2 separate regions of the Sus scrofa genome follow, and region 2 is linked to region 1. A link is a contact called in public Hi-C data. All regions are on one chromosome and are shown on one strand. Each heading gives the region's core, a stretch centred on a gene start, on an enhancer-like site or on the middle of the called end of the contact. The rest is flanking DNA. Distances are from core to core; before and after follow the strand shown. Region 1 holds the start of UBOX5 (RING finger protein 37). Region 2 holds the start of MRPS26 (28S ribosomal protein S26, mitochondrial).

What was found. Hi-C and Micro-C count contacts between places; a contact is called where the count stands out from the background.
Region 2: a contact with region 1 is called in a Hi-C map of embryonic fibroblasts, with 2.8 times the contacts expected there. The contact joins the promoter of MRPS26 here to the promoter of UBOX5 in region 1. A contact is called at or near these places in 2 of 5 promoter capture datasets (fetal skeletal muscle and liver), 21 of 47 Hi-C or Micro-C datasets (adipose tissue, alveolar macrophages, blood and 12 more) and 2 of 2 datasets of contacts at active chromatin or transcription factors (alveolar macrophages and skeletal muscle).

The regions. Positions count from the first base shown.
Region 1 is chr17:32,515,838-32,523,462 of Sscrofa11.1, forward strand. It overlaps UBOX5 (RING finger protein 37), which reads left to right and starts at 4,775. Exons shown (of 6, transcript XM_001925847.5): 1 at 4,775-4,909. FASTKD5 (FAST kinase domain-containing protein 5, mitochondrial) reads left to right here and starts at 4,788. Exons shown (of 2, transcript XM_021078352.1): 1 at 4,788-4,909. It overlaps LZTS3 (leucine zipper putative tumor suppressor 3), which reads left to right. Exons shown (of 4, transcript XM_021078357.1): 4 at 98-2,687. The coding sequence ends at 796.
Region 2 is chr17:32,626,569-32,634,193 of Sscrofa11.1, forward strand. It overlaps MRPS26 (28S ribosomal protein S26, mitochondrial), which reads right to left and starts at 4,866. Exons shown (of 4, transcript XM_001924808.5): 1 at 4,613-4,866; 2 at 4,353-4,499; 3 at 4,145-4,268; 4 at 2,713-3,242. The coding sequence starts at 4,824. The coding sequence ends at 3,108. It overlaps GNRH2 (progonadoliberin-2), which reads right to left. Exons shown (of 3, transcript XM_005672785.3): 1 at 6,219-7,625; 2 at 5,938-6,074; 3 at 4,860-5,146. The coding sequence starts at 6,375. The coding sequence ends at 5,108.

The sequences.
Region 1 (7,625 bases), core at 3,525-6,024:
CCTGAGCCCCGGGGTAGCTCAATGCCCTGGGGCTGGGGTGGGGGTGGGCAGAGCTCGGCCTTCACCCTGACTTCTCTTCTCACCCGCTCCTGCCCAGGTGTGCCAGAAGGCTGGGGAGATTTCCCTCCTGAAGCAGCAGCTGAAGGACTCGCAGGCCGACGTGTCCCAGAAGCTGAGTGAGATCGTAGGGCTGCGCTCCCAGTTGCGGGAGGGCCGGGCCTCGCTGCGGGAGAAGGAGGAGCAGCTGCTCAGCCTGAGGGACTCCTTCAGCAGCAAACAGGCCAGCCTGGAGCTGGGCGAGGGCGAGCTGCCCTCTGCCTGCCTCAAGCCGGCACTGACCCCAGTGGACCCCGCTGAGCCGCAGGATGCCCTGGCCACCTGCGAGAGTGACGAGGCCAAGATGCGCCGTCAGGCTGGGGTGGCTGCCGCCGCCTCCCTGGCTTCCTTGGATGGGGAGGTGGATGCTGGGGGGGAGAGTGGGACGCGGGCCCTGCGGCGGGAGGTGGGGCGGCTACAGGCTGAGCTCGCAGCCGAGCGGCGAGCCCGGGAGCGCCAGGGTGCCAGCTTCGCAGAGGAGCGCCGCGTGTGGCTGGAGGAGAAGGAGAAGGTCATCGAGTACCAGAAGCAGCTGCAGCTGAGTTACGTGGAGATGTACCAGCGCAACCAGCAGCTGGAGCGGCGGCTGCGAGAGCGCGGGGCCGCGGGAGGTGCCAGCACGCCTACACCCCAACACGGGGAGGAGAAGAAAGCCTGGACCCCCTCCCGCCTGGAGCGCATTGAGTCCACGGAAATCTGATCTCCCTGGGCATGTGGTCTTTTGACAAAAACCCTGTCAAAGGCCAGAGTCCCCAGTATCCCCTCCTTGCCATCACCTTCCCCCCCCATGTCCCCCTGTATCCCCAGACCAAAGAGGTTCTCAAAGCAGCTGTGACCAGGTCCCTCCCCTCCCCTCACTGGGTGCCTCCCAGCTCTACCACTGCCCCCCTGGGCAGCCCACTTGACCCTCCTCCCAAGGAGGAAATAGGGGGAGGGCTGAGTGTGTGGGGATGAAGGGCCCAGGCAGCAGGGGAGCCCGGGCTCCCTTTCTTGGCACTCCCTTGTTGAAGAGGTGGCAGGCCTGCAGTGCCGCCAGGTACCCAGCCCTTTGATGGTCTGGGCTGCTACTGCCGGCCCATCGTGTGTCTAGAGATGCGCTCTGTGCCCATCTCCTATGCCGTGTAGCCTGAGGGGGCCTGCCTGGGGTCTGCCGGAGCGGACAGACCTTGGGCTCCCGGCCTCTCTCCTTCCTGCGCAGTCTTCCCTCCTTGGCAGATTGGCAGGATGAGTGGGAGCAGATGGCCTGCCTGTGGTTGAGAGGGCTACCTGCCCAGCCCCTCCCCCCCCAAGGTCTCTTGGGCTCAGGCCTCAGAGCCTGGCCTGGTCCTGAGTGTGTGTCCATTTGTGCGTGTTGGAGGAGGGAAGGGCAGGGACTGGAGGCTCAGTGCCCAGGGAAGCTCTGCCCTCCTCTTCTTGGGAAGGGTCACCTGGAGGCTTCTTAGCTCTACCCTGCCCCTTCTGGCCAGGATCCCACAGGACAACAGTCCCATCTGCTTGGCTGACCCCATACCCCGGACCACTGTCCAGCTCTAACTACAGCTATTAAGTGCTACCTGCCTCTCAGGCACTCCCCTCACCCAGTTTCTGAGGTCATATGAGTGTCTGTGATGTCTTCCTGTGTCTTCCCCCACTTGATTCCCTCAGCCTCCTTCTGCTTTCATGCTCAGCCTCCTGCTTTCATGCTCTGAACATCGTTGTCCTAGGCCACCGCTTCCCCCAAACCTCACCTTTTCTTCCAGTAGAAAACTCTGCTTGATCTTTGGTGCACTGCCCACTTCCACACTCCACTGGGCCCAAGCCTGAGCCTGTGGCCCTTGTTTTGGGGGACAGGGGTGGCTATGATTGCTCTTGAAGAGCAAGGCTGAATGGAGAGGAACACTGACTCCTGGGTCCCAGGGGCCTGAGGTAGCCCGGGGTTTGCCCAGAGTAGGCCTGGCATAGCCGTCAGTGGGGGTGGGGGCAGCCAATGTCACTTCCTCCTCTCGGGGCCCTCTGAGAGTCTATCTCCCCAAGATAAGAAGGGAAAGGCAAATTTCTAACACACCAGCAATAAAAATCGGAGGAGGCTTGGCCCTCAGCCCTGGTATTTCTCTCTTTTCACTCTCTCCCTCCCACCCCCAAGACTGGGTTTGTGGGGCAGGGTGGAGGGAGCTGGCAACTACTGTGAGCAACCCCCGACCCCTGACCAGCCTCCTCCCATGACTGGTGACTGTTTAACCAGCTGTGCATCCCCCACAAAAACAGGAGTGCCCCTCTGCGTGGCCTCTGTCCTTCTGCACAGCCCCTTCCGGTGGCCCTCCCCAGATCTCTGAGCTGGGTGAGGGGCTGTCCTGGCAATCACTGCCCATTCCACTCACCCTTCACTACACCTGCCCCAGAACCTGGGCCTGGGCCAGAGGGGCAGGGGGAAGAGAAGGCATTAGTAGGAAAAAAAAAAAAAAATAGAAAAAAAAATATGAACAGACTCAGCTTTGGGACTTCCAACCACAAAAGAAATTATATATAAATATATAAAAATATATATCTCTACCATATGTGATGGAAAGACTTCGTTTTCTTTTCCCAAAGAAATAAAATGGAGAAAGCCTCTTGAGTGGCTTTTTTTTTTTTTTTTTTTTTGGCTTGCTTGTGCCTTTGCTGGTGTGAAGGTGAGGCTGGGTGAGGGAGGTGTGGAGGGCAAAGCTGGAGTAAACATTTTCCAGAGGAGGCATGAGACTGGAGGTGCTTACTGGGCCGTGCCTGGAGGTTGGCCCAAAGCCCAAGCTCCTCCCTGTGGCTAGGAGGAGTAGTGGTTCCACGTTCCTGCCTGACAGGGCTTTCTCTTCAGGTCTGCCTGTCGCCAAAAGGGTCTCCAACTAGTTCCTGCTCAGAATCTGTTGGGAGTTCCCCTCGCGGTTCAGTGGAAACGAGTCCGACTAGGAACCATGAGGTTGCTGGTTCAATCCCTGGCCTCACTCAGCAGGTTAAGGATCCCGCGTTGCCTTGAGCTGTGGTGTAGGTGCAGACGCGGCTCAGATCTTGTGTTGCTGTGGCTGTGGTGTAGGCCAGCAGCTGCAGCTCCCCTTAGGCCCCTAGCCTGGGAATCTCCATATGCTGCAAGTATGGCCTAAAAAGGCCAAAAAAAAAAAAATACATATATATATATAAAACTGGATACCAGGCTGTTGGCCAGAAGGCAGGGGAGGCTACAGAACCAGATGCAGCCTGCAGCATCCTGAGCCACCCTACAGTGATGAGCTGAAGTCTGAGGGCAGAACACAGACGTGAAATGTTTGTAATTAGCAGTAAGAACCAATTTGTAATTAGTGGTGAGGCCCCAAAGGCAGAAGGGACCCAAGTGTGCTTCAAGGAGGGAGCAGATTTTTATGATCATTCCTTTGCTCATCCTCATGAAGCTCCCCAAGCAAGAATGTACTCTGCTACAAGTAATGCAGCCTGAGTTACAGGACCTCAAAGAGTGGTTTATTCATCCTCACCTGATAAAAAGTCTGAACATAGGCATCAATAGTGTCACAGGGCTTGGTTCATTAAGGACCTAGACTTCTTGCCTTCCTACACTATCTGTGGCACATTGTTCCCTCTTTACCACAAGGCGGCAGCCACAGCTCTGTGAAGTGAATGAGGCAGCAGCACTGTATCATGAAAGTAAAACCTTTCCCAGAAGTTCCACAGCACCGTTCCCTTTAAATTTTGTGGGCTAGAGCTGAGTCATAGGCTCTTCCCACTTCAAGGGAGGCTGGGAAATTGAGTATTTGGCAAAGACGATCAGGATTGTTATGGCTGCCTAGGAGCAATTACGGTTCATCTCATCTCCTGGGCGCTCTGGGTTCTGACGGCAAGGACAGAGTCATAAATCGGCAACTCCCAGTGTTTGCCCTGGTCTGGCCCAAGTGAGAGAACCCTCTCCAAGCAGCGGTGTCCCAAACAGTGTCCTCCACAGAGCTTAGGTATTGAGATGCCAAGCTTGCCCCTCCTTGCAAGGAAGTGTCCTTCCTACAATTGATTTTGTCTCCCCATCAAGATGGTTCCCTGGAGGAAGCACCATTTCTCAGGTTCCCTCAGGATGGGCGGACCAGCAGCCAAGGCACAGACAAGGTGTGACCACCCTGATCAGCAGTCTCCAGTGCGCCTAGGAACGGCTGTCTGGGGTCAAGTCCTCCTGGAAAGTCTCGAGTGTCTCTTCCTTGCCTAGCTGTCCATACCCACTCAGGAGGAAAGAAGGCCCCCGCCCCCGCCCCCGCCTTCTTGGGGAGGTGGAAGATCACCTGGGTTCATCTGTCAAAGCTCTGGCCTCCTTATTCAGCTCCTCACATCCATTTCCCCTAACAGGGTAATCTTCTATCCATCACTAACTCTCCTCCTGAGAGCACTTTGTAGATACATCTCTATTATAAATGCATGATTACCTCATTATACAGATGAGAAACTTGGCTTAGAGGATTTACGTGACTTCCCCAAAGCCATAAAACTCTCAGTAGCGATCTGAGATTCGAACCTGTGTTTAGGCTATTCGGTAACTTCCAGAGCGGTCCATCCACGGTGGTGTTTCCTCTCCTCAGGTCTTGGATTCCCCTTGTCTCTTCAGCAACGTCCTTCCGCAGAATCTCTGGGAGACGCTAGGGAACGTCCCTGGGAAACGCTGAAAGAGTTTTGAGCCTTGGCCGCACCCGTCGCTCACGTAGCGGCCGGAAGTAGCGGGCATTTGGCCGGAAGTGGAGCTGTGAGGCCCAGGTGTAGCCGAAGAAGTGGCCGCGGAGCCGCCGTCTGCGGGAGTGGGGTCTGGTGTTGCAGCGCCGGCGCTTGCCAGGCTCAGGTGAGTGGCGGCGGCCGGGGAGGAGGTCGTAGCGGCGCTCTCTGCCGACGTGGGCCTTGGCCAGCGCCTCTCGGCACCGGGCGTGCGCGGAGGCCGGGCGCGGTGCTTCCCGGCCCAGGCTGTCGCAGGCCCGGCTTTAGGGAGAACATCGGCGACCCGGAGTCCTGTGACCTTGCCCAAACGTCTTACCAGAACCTCGATTTTTTTTCCCGCTATGAGACGGAGGTAATGGCAGTACTCGCCCCCCTGGTCTGTTGTGAGAATGTAGTGAGATGCTCAGCGGCTCCTCTTACTATACTTCATATGCATGCGCATCACCTGGGGATCTGAAGATTTTGATTTTGTATGTAAATCTGAGATGAGGCCTGCGATTCTGCGTTTCTCACCAGCTTCCAGGTGAGGCTGAGGCCACTGCTCCGCAGCCCGCGCTTTGAGCAGCAAAGGCCCCGCGATATTCGCTTAGTACCTGCGACAGGTTGAGTCTTAAATAAATATCAATACAGTGTATGCACTTAAACCCATTTTTTAACAGTTTCTGATTGCACAAGCCTAAGGGTGGTATTTTTAGCCCTCTTCCTTTTTTTCTTTCTAGGGATAAGAAAAACAACTGTCTTTTCTCCTTCCATACAAATCATGACACAGCTCTTCTGTCCTGACTCATGGAGCTTGGGGCCCTCTTCATACCAGTTATGTTCATGGGCTTCCTCAGGTGATGCTTCACTGCCCACTCACTTGGACTGTGGAGCTGGAGCCCAGCGCTTTAGCACCAGCATGGCTAATGTTTTGTGTTTTAGTAATTTGCTGCTGGAATCTGAACTCATGTTTTCTGCACTTTGCTCACACTTTGTGAATGATAAGAACAGTCACTTTTCCAGAACGAGGTTCTGTGACTCCCTAATGTGAATGGCCTTGGGCAAGCCTGAGATGAAGCTGCTGCCTGGGAGACCAAAATGAAAATCAGAGACTCTGTGCTGCATAATATATCTGAGGCCTTTGGCAGTTATGCAGATTTAATTTATTTGTCAGTGTGGCTTTCTGCCCCATTCATTGGTTTATTTTTTCTGGTCCCCAACAAGGCTCTGCCATTCATCATGCATATAAGTCAGCTTTGATACCAAGGAATTCTGAATACTATGTGGCCTTGCAAATCTAGGAAAGCAGATACAACCAAATGTTTGGTTATGCTAACAGTGATAGATATTTGGACTGTTAATTTGGAATTTTTTTCACATGATTCTGGGTGCAGATACTTTACCTGTCTGGATTTTGTCAGTCTTCTCATAGTCCCATTTAGATGGGCTGAGAGGACATGAGTGTCTGCTCTCTACCGTTGTACCCAGAAATTTCTAAAAGTAGCGTTTTTTGTTTTATGGCTTCACCTGAAGCATATGGAAGTTCCCAGTCCAGGGACTGAATCCGACCTATGCCACAGCTGGGGCAATGAACCCACTGTGCCAGGCCAGGGATCAAACCCATACTCAGCAGCAGCCCAGGCAGCCGAAGTCAGATTCTTAACCTACTGTGCCACAGCGGAACTCCTACAGATAAGAGTTTTATGAAACCTTTTACGAGCAGTGGCTCTGGAGTTCCCTCTCTGGCGCACTGGGACACAGGTTCCATCCCAGGCCCAGCATAGTGGGTTAAAGTATCTGGTGTTACTGCAGCTATGGCGGAGGTTGCAGCCGTGGCTCAGATCTGATCCCTGGCCTGGGAATTCCATATGCCATGGGGGAGGGGCGGGGGTGGCAAAAAAAAAATAGCAGTGGTTCTAACAGGTTCATCTGTGGGGTCTTCTGAGACTATATCAACCCAGGTCCTTGCCATTCTGATAGAGGGATAGCAGAGTCTTAGAAGGAGTGGGCTATGTAAGCTTAAAAAACAAACAAAAAACCCCACAGATGATTGTAATGTACTCGTTTCTCTCCCCTAAGTGTGGAAACTGGAACGGAAATGGAGAGGATCAGCAGTTAGACTTGATTTTGGTTTGGCTTAGTTGTGTGGGGGGTACTTTCCTTGACCTAAACACCTTTGCACTAGTGCTTTACCTCCCTAGTTGCAGCCGACCCCTCTTTTGTAGGTTGTGCTTAACAGAAGCACAGAAGAGAAGAGTCTAGCCCAGTTAGCATCCTCATTAACAGATGAGGCCCCCCCAGTGTCAGTCTCTAATCCTTCACTGGGGGCTTTAAAGCTTTGTAGCCCCTGGTTACAAAGTTCCTTAACTTTGTAGGAAGTTAGTTTTTTTGCCTTTTTTTTTTTAATTATTGGGGCTGCTCAACACATTCTTTGCTAAGATAGAAATGGAGTTTGAAGCATCCATTTGTTTGTGGCAATTTTATTGGGATTTATCAGTGGGTTAAATTTTTTTTAGCAAAGGAATCAAACCAGAATTAAGGGATGATCTCCAGTAATTGTTAATTGAATATGCTGAGGGTGTCATATACTTTATCTCTAGTTAGTTTGGCTGCCTTCCTCCACCTGGTTCCCCTCTCCTACCTTCTGGACTGTAGTTTAAAATGAAGCTACTCAGCCTTGCTCAGACCTGTACCTGGAAGGTAGGAAGGTAAGATTCCTCACTCTTGTGAAATCACATCATTCAGGGTGGTTTGGGCAGTACCCTTCTAAATAGCCATGGTCCAGTGGTCTCTGAGGCTCCATTCTTGTTCTTTAGGACCCCTAAAGAGGGGATGGGAAGAAGGTATACTTGGGGCACTTAAAA
Region 2 (7,625 bases), core at 3,616-6,115, 110 kb after region 1:
TACCTCTCCCCATAATGAAACACAAATTGCACTTGTCCCCCAGTCTACCCTCTCCACCCCACTGTGCATGAAGTATGGTAGGCGTCTTCAAATCCTGGCGAAAGCACTCACATTTGGGTACAGTGCTTACAGTGCTCCAAATGCCTTTACTGGGTAGACCTCACACCTACTGGCCTTGAGCAGAAGATTCTCTAGAAGGTACCACTGTCTATAGTGGGCCAAACCATATTTGAAACTTATTAAGAATCAGAAAAGACCCTAGTGGGAGTTCCTGTTGCGGCTCAGTGGTAACGAACCTGACTAGTATCCATGAGGACTCGGGTTCAGTCCTTAGCCTTGCTCAGTGGGTTGAGGATCCGGTGTTGTTGTGAGCTGTGGTGTAGGTTGCAGACGAAGCTCAGATCTAGTGTTGCTGTGGTTGTGGCACAGGCCAGCAGCTCCGATTTGACCCCTGGCCTGAACTTCCACGTGCCTCAGGTGCAACCTCAGAAAGACAACAACAGGAGTTCCCGTCGTGGCGCAGTGGTTAACGAATCCGACTAGGAACCATGAGGTTGCGGGTTCGGTCCCTGCCCTTGCTCAGTGGGTTGATGATCCGGCGTTGCCGTGAGCTGCGGTGTAGGTTGCAGACGCGGCTTGGATCCCGCGTTGCTGTGGCTCTGGCGTAGGCCGGTGGCTACAGCTCCGATTGGACCCCTAGCCTGGGAACCTCCATATGCCGCGGGAGTGGCCCAAAGAAATAGCAAAAAAAAAAAAACAAAAAAAAAAAAAAAAAAAAAAAAAAAAAAAAGAAAGACAACAACAAAAAAGACCCTGGGGAGTTCCTGATGTGGCACAATGGGATTGGCAGTCTCTATAGCACCAGGACACAGGTATGATCCCTGGCCTGGAACAGTGGGTTAAAGGATCCTGGAGTTCCTGTCGTGGCTCAGCGGAAACCAACCTGACTAGCATCCATGAGGATGCAGGTTCGATTCCTGGCCTTGCTCAGTGGGTTAAGGCTCCTGCGTTACCAGGAGCTGTGGTGTAGGTTGTAGACGTGGCTTGGATCTGTCATTGCTGTGACGGTGGTCTAGGCCAGTGGCTACACTCCAATTCGATTCCTAACCTGGGAACCTCCACATGCCATGGGTGTAGCCCTAAAAATAAAAATAAAAAAAAAAAAAAAAAAAAAAGGATCCAGCATTGTTGCAGGTGTGGCATAGGTTGCAACTATGGCTCAGATCTGATCCCTGGGTTGGGAACTCCACATGCTGCGAGGTTCCCTGGTGTTTCTGAGCAAGACTGCCCATCAGGTTAACCATCAGGATTCTACCAGAGATTAGGCATTCTTCCGTGGGGCACTACATAACTGCAACCTGGACTGGGTGTGATCTGATAGTTTACCTGTGCACCCAGCAATCTACCAGATGCAGGTACAAAGGGGACTGGGCTTGAGTTAATGCTGAAGGTACTAGTAAACTGACTATTTGTGCCTGAACCAGTAAGATGGCTATGGATGGACAACAAAAATGTTGAAGGTTGGTTTACAGGTGGCTCTGCATGATATACTGGCATCAGCAGTGAATGCTAAGGAGTTATAGCCCCATGCAGGGCACTAGTGAAGGAAAAACTAGTTTCAAGAAGGTATGACACTGGTCTCCTGTACCTGAGGACAGACACCTTGTCTGCTTCCTGACAGAGAGGCAGGGACTTGGCAAGAATAAAACTTGTCTTTCCAAAACAAGCCCCATGTCCCATGTGAAAGCTCACGCAAGGCTTCCATTCCACTGCAGGGTACCACCAGATGGCTCACTCCTCACAACAAACCACAATGTGTGCCTACTGGCTTTCACCCCAGAAATTATGCTGAGCACCTGAAATCCAGGACTCCACTGAGCTACACCTGGGCTCAGTGCCAGGGAAGTTATTACCAGCCTGAGGAGGGAGGCCACTGCTCTCAGGGTGCAGGGCTTGGGGAATGGGTCCCAGGCACTATGATAAACACTGGCCCTTTGCTTTTGCACCTCTATTACCTGCTTCCCTGCTTGAATGTGAGGGACCGTCCGCATGTATTCCCTAAAGGGTTTTCATTCTTGAGGGTCTAAGACCCCATCCACAACATGGGAATTAGGGAAAGAAACTAGATTGTTTTTCCCTCTGGTGTTATCTGGCCAAGTTCCAGTGAATGATGGCAAAGAGACATTAAGCTCTGGCTCAGAGAAACATTTCTCTTCCTGATCCTAGATGTTCCTTGAGGGCCTGCATCTGAATCAGGGCCATGGAGCTGAGCTTTAATCACAAGTACTTCTAGTATCCATAGAGTTTGCTCCAAGTGCTTAAGTCACACTGACCTTATCAAGGTGAACCAAGACCCTGCCATCACCAGGCTGGTGTGTGGTCTAAAACGGCACTGCCAGGGTAAATGCAGTCACTGAAGTCAAAGGTGGAGAGACCACCAGAAAAATGGGATCTTCTTGCCTGTGTGTCCTGGGCACATAAGACCTTGGCCCGTAAAACCCAGGGTCAAGCAGAAACAGCACTTCGGCCAATGGTTACTTTGTGCCTGTTACCTGCTCCCAGTTGAAGCCTGAGAGCCCTAGATCAAGGTGTCAGCAAACTTCTCTAAGAAGTCATATAACAGTATTTTAGACTTTGCAAGTCACATGATCTCTGCTATAACTACTCATCGCTGCCATTGTAGTGTGAAAACAGTCAATGACTAAGTGTAGCTCTGTGCCAATAAACTTTATTTACAAAAAGAAGTAATGGGCCAGATTTGGCCCATGGACTGCAGTTTGCCAACCACTGTCCTTGATGATACTCAGGAGATGACCTGGCTGCCTAAGGGGACTATGGCCTAACCTGCTCCTCTGTAAGATGGAAACTTCTAAGGTCTGGTGCTTGGCTGAGAATCATACATGGGTATGGAACAGGGCACTGTGTGAGGGAATTTCTAACCAATTGGTGGGTGTTAAGGCCCAAAGTGAGGGCTGCAGTGGAATCCGTAGAGCCTCCTCCTTCATAAGAAACACCAACTGCTTTATTCCAGATCAGGTACGACACTCCAATCCCTCCGCCCCTCAACACACAATGGTTCCTGGGTGGGCACTGTCCTTATTGGGTCCTTATGAGCCCTTTTGCTGGGGCCTGACAACCAGCCCCTCTCTGGTGATGGCCCAGTTGTAGCTCTTTGGGGAGTCCAATGCTTCTTCCACCCGTGCCTCCAGGTTCTCTCGAGTGATGAAGGTTTTTGCCTCCTCCTATTGGAAGAGAGAAAGACAGCTGAATGGGAGCTCCCAGCACACACCTGCTGGCTTTAGCCCACTGAAGGCGGGGCTCCAGCTCCCCTGTGGGAAAGGTGTTTGGTCCAGGTCCTTTGAATGCCCCACTGACTTTCGAGTGAAGAACATCAGGCAGCTTGGCCACATTCAGCTTTCTTAGATAACCATGCCTTGGAGACTGCCCAAAACCCAGGTACACCAGCTGTGACAATCCACTGGGTGGAATCAGTCCCTCAGTGCTGCCTGGGTCTCTCAATTTCTCTCAAACTGACCTTCTCCCTCTATAATTTAAATCTCATCCATTCCTGCTAGGTCATTTCTTTTTTGTTTTTTTGGGGCTGCACCTGAGGTATATGGAGGTCCCCAGGCTAGGGGTCAAAGCGGAGCTGTAGCTGCCAGCTTACACCACAGCCACAGCAATGCTGGATCCGAGCCGCATCTTCGACCTACACCACATCTCACGGCAACCCCGGATCCTTAACCCACCGAGCAGGGCCAGGGATCGAACCCATCCTCATGGATACTAGTTGGGTTCATTAACTACTGAGCCACAACGGGAACTCCACACTGGATTACTTCTAACTGGTCTCCCTGCTCTTAAGTCCCACATGTGACATCCGAGCCCAGAACGTTTAATCCCTCAGTGACTTTTTTACCCTTATGGCAAAAAACAAACTTCTTAGGGAACAATGCAATGTCAACTCTCACCTTCGGGTTTCTGTGTCTGACAGACACTCACCCTGCCCTGCTTCTCTCCTAAAGCCTCACCTGCTACTCCCCTCTCAAGACTCAAAGCCACTCTGCACGTAGTTAGAGGCCCCCCCCCCCCAAACCTGCGGAGTTCTTGGCCTGCAGCCCCACCCTCGGGAGACGGGACCCACCTGCAGTTGCAGCACTTCCTGCTCCTTGAGCTGCGCCCAGGCCTGCGCCTCTCGGGCCTGCAGGACAGCCTCCTCGGCCTGCCGCCGCTCCTGCTCGAGGGCCTCCTGCCGCAGCCTGGCCAGCCTGGGAGGGGTGAGAAGCCGAGGCTGAGCGGGGCTGGGGGGGAGTCTCCTGACAGGCCAGGCGGCCCCGCCCCGCCCCACTCACCGCAGCTCGTGCAACCGCTGGTTCTCCGCCTGGTTCCAAGCCATCAGCTCGCGATGCTCAGCCGCGTCCTCCTGCGCCTTGCGCTCTGCCTGGACCCCGGCCCGGGCCTCATGCAGCTTCTTGCGCACCTCGGACATGAACTCCAGCCTGGGCGGAGACGCGCCCAAAATTGGCACTCTCTTCGCCCGCCCGCTCGCTCGCCCGCCCCAACACACACGCCGGACAGCGACGACGGCCGCCGCCCCCTCCGTCGCACACACCTGAGCGCGCGCACCGTCTGGCGATACTGGCGGTAACGCTCGGTCAGCACGAAGAACTCCGTAGGATCCACCGCGGGCGGAGTCGCCACGCGCCCGGCTTTGGACTTGGCCGGCGGGTCGTGGCGGGTCTTGCGGCCGCGCGTGGGGAGCAGAAGCGGGGCCGGGAGCCGGCCCGCAGGCCGCGCACCCAGGCCGCCCAGCACGCGCAGCATGGCGAGGCCTCCCCGCCTCCGGCGAGCCGCAAGGCTTCATGGGTGCCGGGAAGTGGCGCGCGAAGCACCACGGGACATGTAGTCCGGCGACTCTACCCCCACCCTCAGGAGCCCGCTGACACCTCAGGCTGCTCTCGCCTGCTGTGTCCTCCCTGCTGGGTCCAGTCCCGCCCCATGTCCCCGGCCCGCGTCTCTCCAGCCACACGCGGGAATGGCTGTCAGTAGGGGTGGAAGAGAGGGGACAAACGAAAGAAGATGCAAAAACTCAGGAAACTTCACACCTTTATTGGAGGGCAGCGGGGCGCAGCGGTCGTGGTCGGGTCTGTGGGAGGAAGGGGCGGTCATTCCACTGGACGCTCTGGTCATCTGACCGCGGAGCTGAGGCCTTGCCCACGCCCTCCTTTCCTTCCCGTCCCGACTAGGCCCAGCTGCGTGGGATCGGCCGCCGGCCGGCGGGTGTTCCCCACTCCCACTTCTTGCGGATGCACTGTTGCCTCCTAGAGGACACAGCGTGCAGGTTCTCCAGCTTCGTAGGCGTGGAGGTGTAGCTCACCTTAAACCTGAGCTCCTACCAGCTTATATTTGGGGATAAGGTTTTGCCTGCCTTACAGGAATTTATCTTTCTCCTTTAGTTAAGATGCTCCCAAGGGGCACTTTAAAATACAATTTGCAAGACAGTAATAAACCACCTCCCTACACTTGTTTTTCGCTATTGGCCTTGGGGAGCTCTTGAGTCATTCCTAGTGCAGCTATCAGTAACCAGCTGGTTTTCAGGGCCCTACAGCTAAGTGTAAGGTCGCACCCCTCACTTTCCACTGGCTGCCGGCCTGCGCACCTGGAGACACAGTGGTTTCTCCAGACTGTCAAGAAGTCTGGGGAACCTCATTACTGCCACTGTCTTATTTATGGAGGTTTTTAGTAGTTACCTCCTACTCCACTAGTAACTCATTTGCTTTAATCTAACATATTATCTCATCATAAACTGTCTAGATTTGGGGGTACTGAATAGCACGTGGCACCAATAGCTGGGCCAAGGGATATCTCAGTGGTATCTTGTTCCTTCCATCCCCAACCCCTCCCTGGCCAGTGCTGGGGGCCTTGCGCCCTACTTACCAGCAGTTTCTGCACCAGGTGCTGCTTCCCACGGAGAAGCCACTGGACCATGGTCTTGCCCTCCCAGGGTACAGTGTCCTCAGGGGGAGCCAGGGCATTGCTTGGGAGGCTATGAGCAATTTGGCCTGGGCTGCCTGCTGCAGTGCCCAGAACCCTTCCTTAGAAGGCTGCAGCCTAACCCCCTCAGCACCCCCTCCCCCCGCGTGTGTGCCAAGGTTCAAGGTAGGCAAAGGAGCCCCAGCCAGCACCTTCTTCTTCCCACTTGAGATCCTTCAACCCACCTGGGAGCCAAGGAGCATGCTGGGGTTCCTGGGATGAGCTGGAGGCTCGCTTTCCTCCAGGGTACCAGCCATGGGACCAGTGCTGAGCCTTTGAGGATCCAGGATGTGTGGTCAGCAGCAGCAGCAGCAGCAGGAGGCCTAGCCCAAAGCTGGCCATGGCAGGGCTGCCCCCCTGGACAGTGGACAGCGCTCAAGGAGTCTGACACCCCCATACACACCCCCTTCATCTTCCTCCAAGGTCCCTTTGGACAACTGGCACTTCGGGGGCAGCTTTAGCATTTCCTAATGTCCTCCCTTCTGCTATTGCTCCTCATCCCAGACTACAGGGGTCCAGACCCTCGAGGTCTCCTGGGAAAGAGACTCCTCCCAGCTTTGCCAGCAGAGGGCCCTCCCCAGGAGGTCAGGCCCACCTTTTCTCCCTTCAGGGATTCCAGGAGAGAGAAGTAGGGAGAGGGGGAACAGACTCTGGTCAGGGGAGTTCTCCAAGAGACATGCAGCAATGTAGGGGTACTTGGGCACCCTGTGCTGGGGACCTGATTGACAGACCCCTTGCCCCTTTTGTCTGTGGGTTTCATGGCAATTAGGGATGTGGAATGCATGTGTGGTGGTTACAGGGGCAAGCGCTTCCTACCCCTTGCTCCTCTCACGCTAGGGAAGGGCAGCAGGCACAGGAATAGCGTTGTTGGGGAGAGAAGCGGGACAGGGGGCTTCTCTAGGCATGGGTCAGGGGTAGAGGGATGGGGAAGAGGACCAGGGTGCCATGCACCCAGAATGGAACTCCGTCCTGGAACCCCAGCCCTTGGGGAGGGCAGCCTTTTCACTCACCAAGGGAGAGCTGTGGATGAAGTGGCTCCTTGAGGTGGCTCTCCAAGGCTGCAGCGGAACCCAGCCAGTCGGCCCCAGGCTTTATGGATCAAGCAGTTCCACCCCCATGGACGCCAGTGACGTCTCAAAGAGGGGAGGGGGAGCAGCTCACCACCAACCCCCTTCCCATCTCAGCATATGCATAGCTGCTGGCCCTGGGGTCACCAGATAGATGCTCCCTCCTCACGTCTCAGAGGTCTGGTCAGAGGACTGCTGCTTCAGCCTGGCTCCTGAAGTCTCATCTCCCCACTTTCCTGACTGCATTCTCAAGCTCCTGCCCTTAGGTCCTCAGAAAGCCTTCAGACCCCTCTCTGACCCCCAAAATTGTGGCCCTGAGAGGCAATGCTTGGGGTCTCCTTGAGTCCCACTAGCTCAGGGCACTCCCCGATACAATCAGGGGGGCCTAAGAGGCCTGTTAAAAGGTCTGGGGAGTGATTACCCTTCCTGTGGGCCTGTTTGCCACCTGTAAAAGGGGTTGTGGGCATGGTCCTCATCTGCACATCTGGGCGCCAGGGCTGGGGCACTCCAGGTGGAAGCAGACAT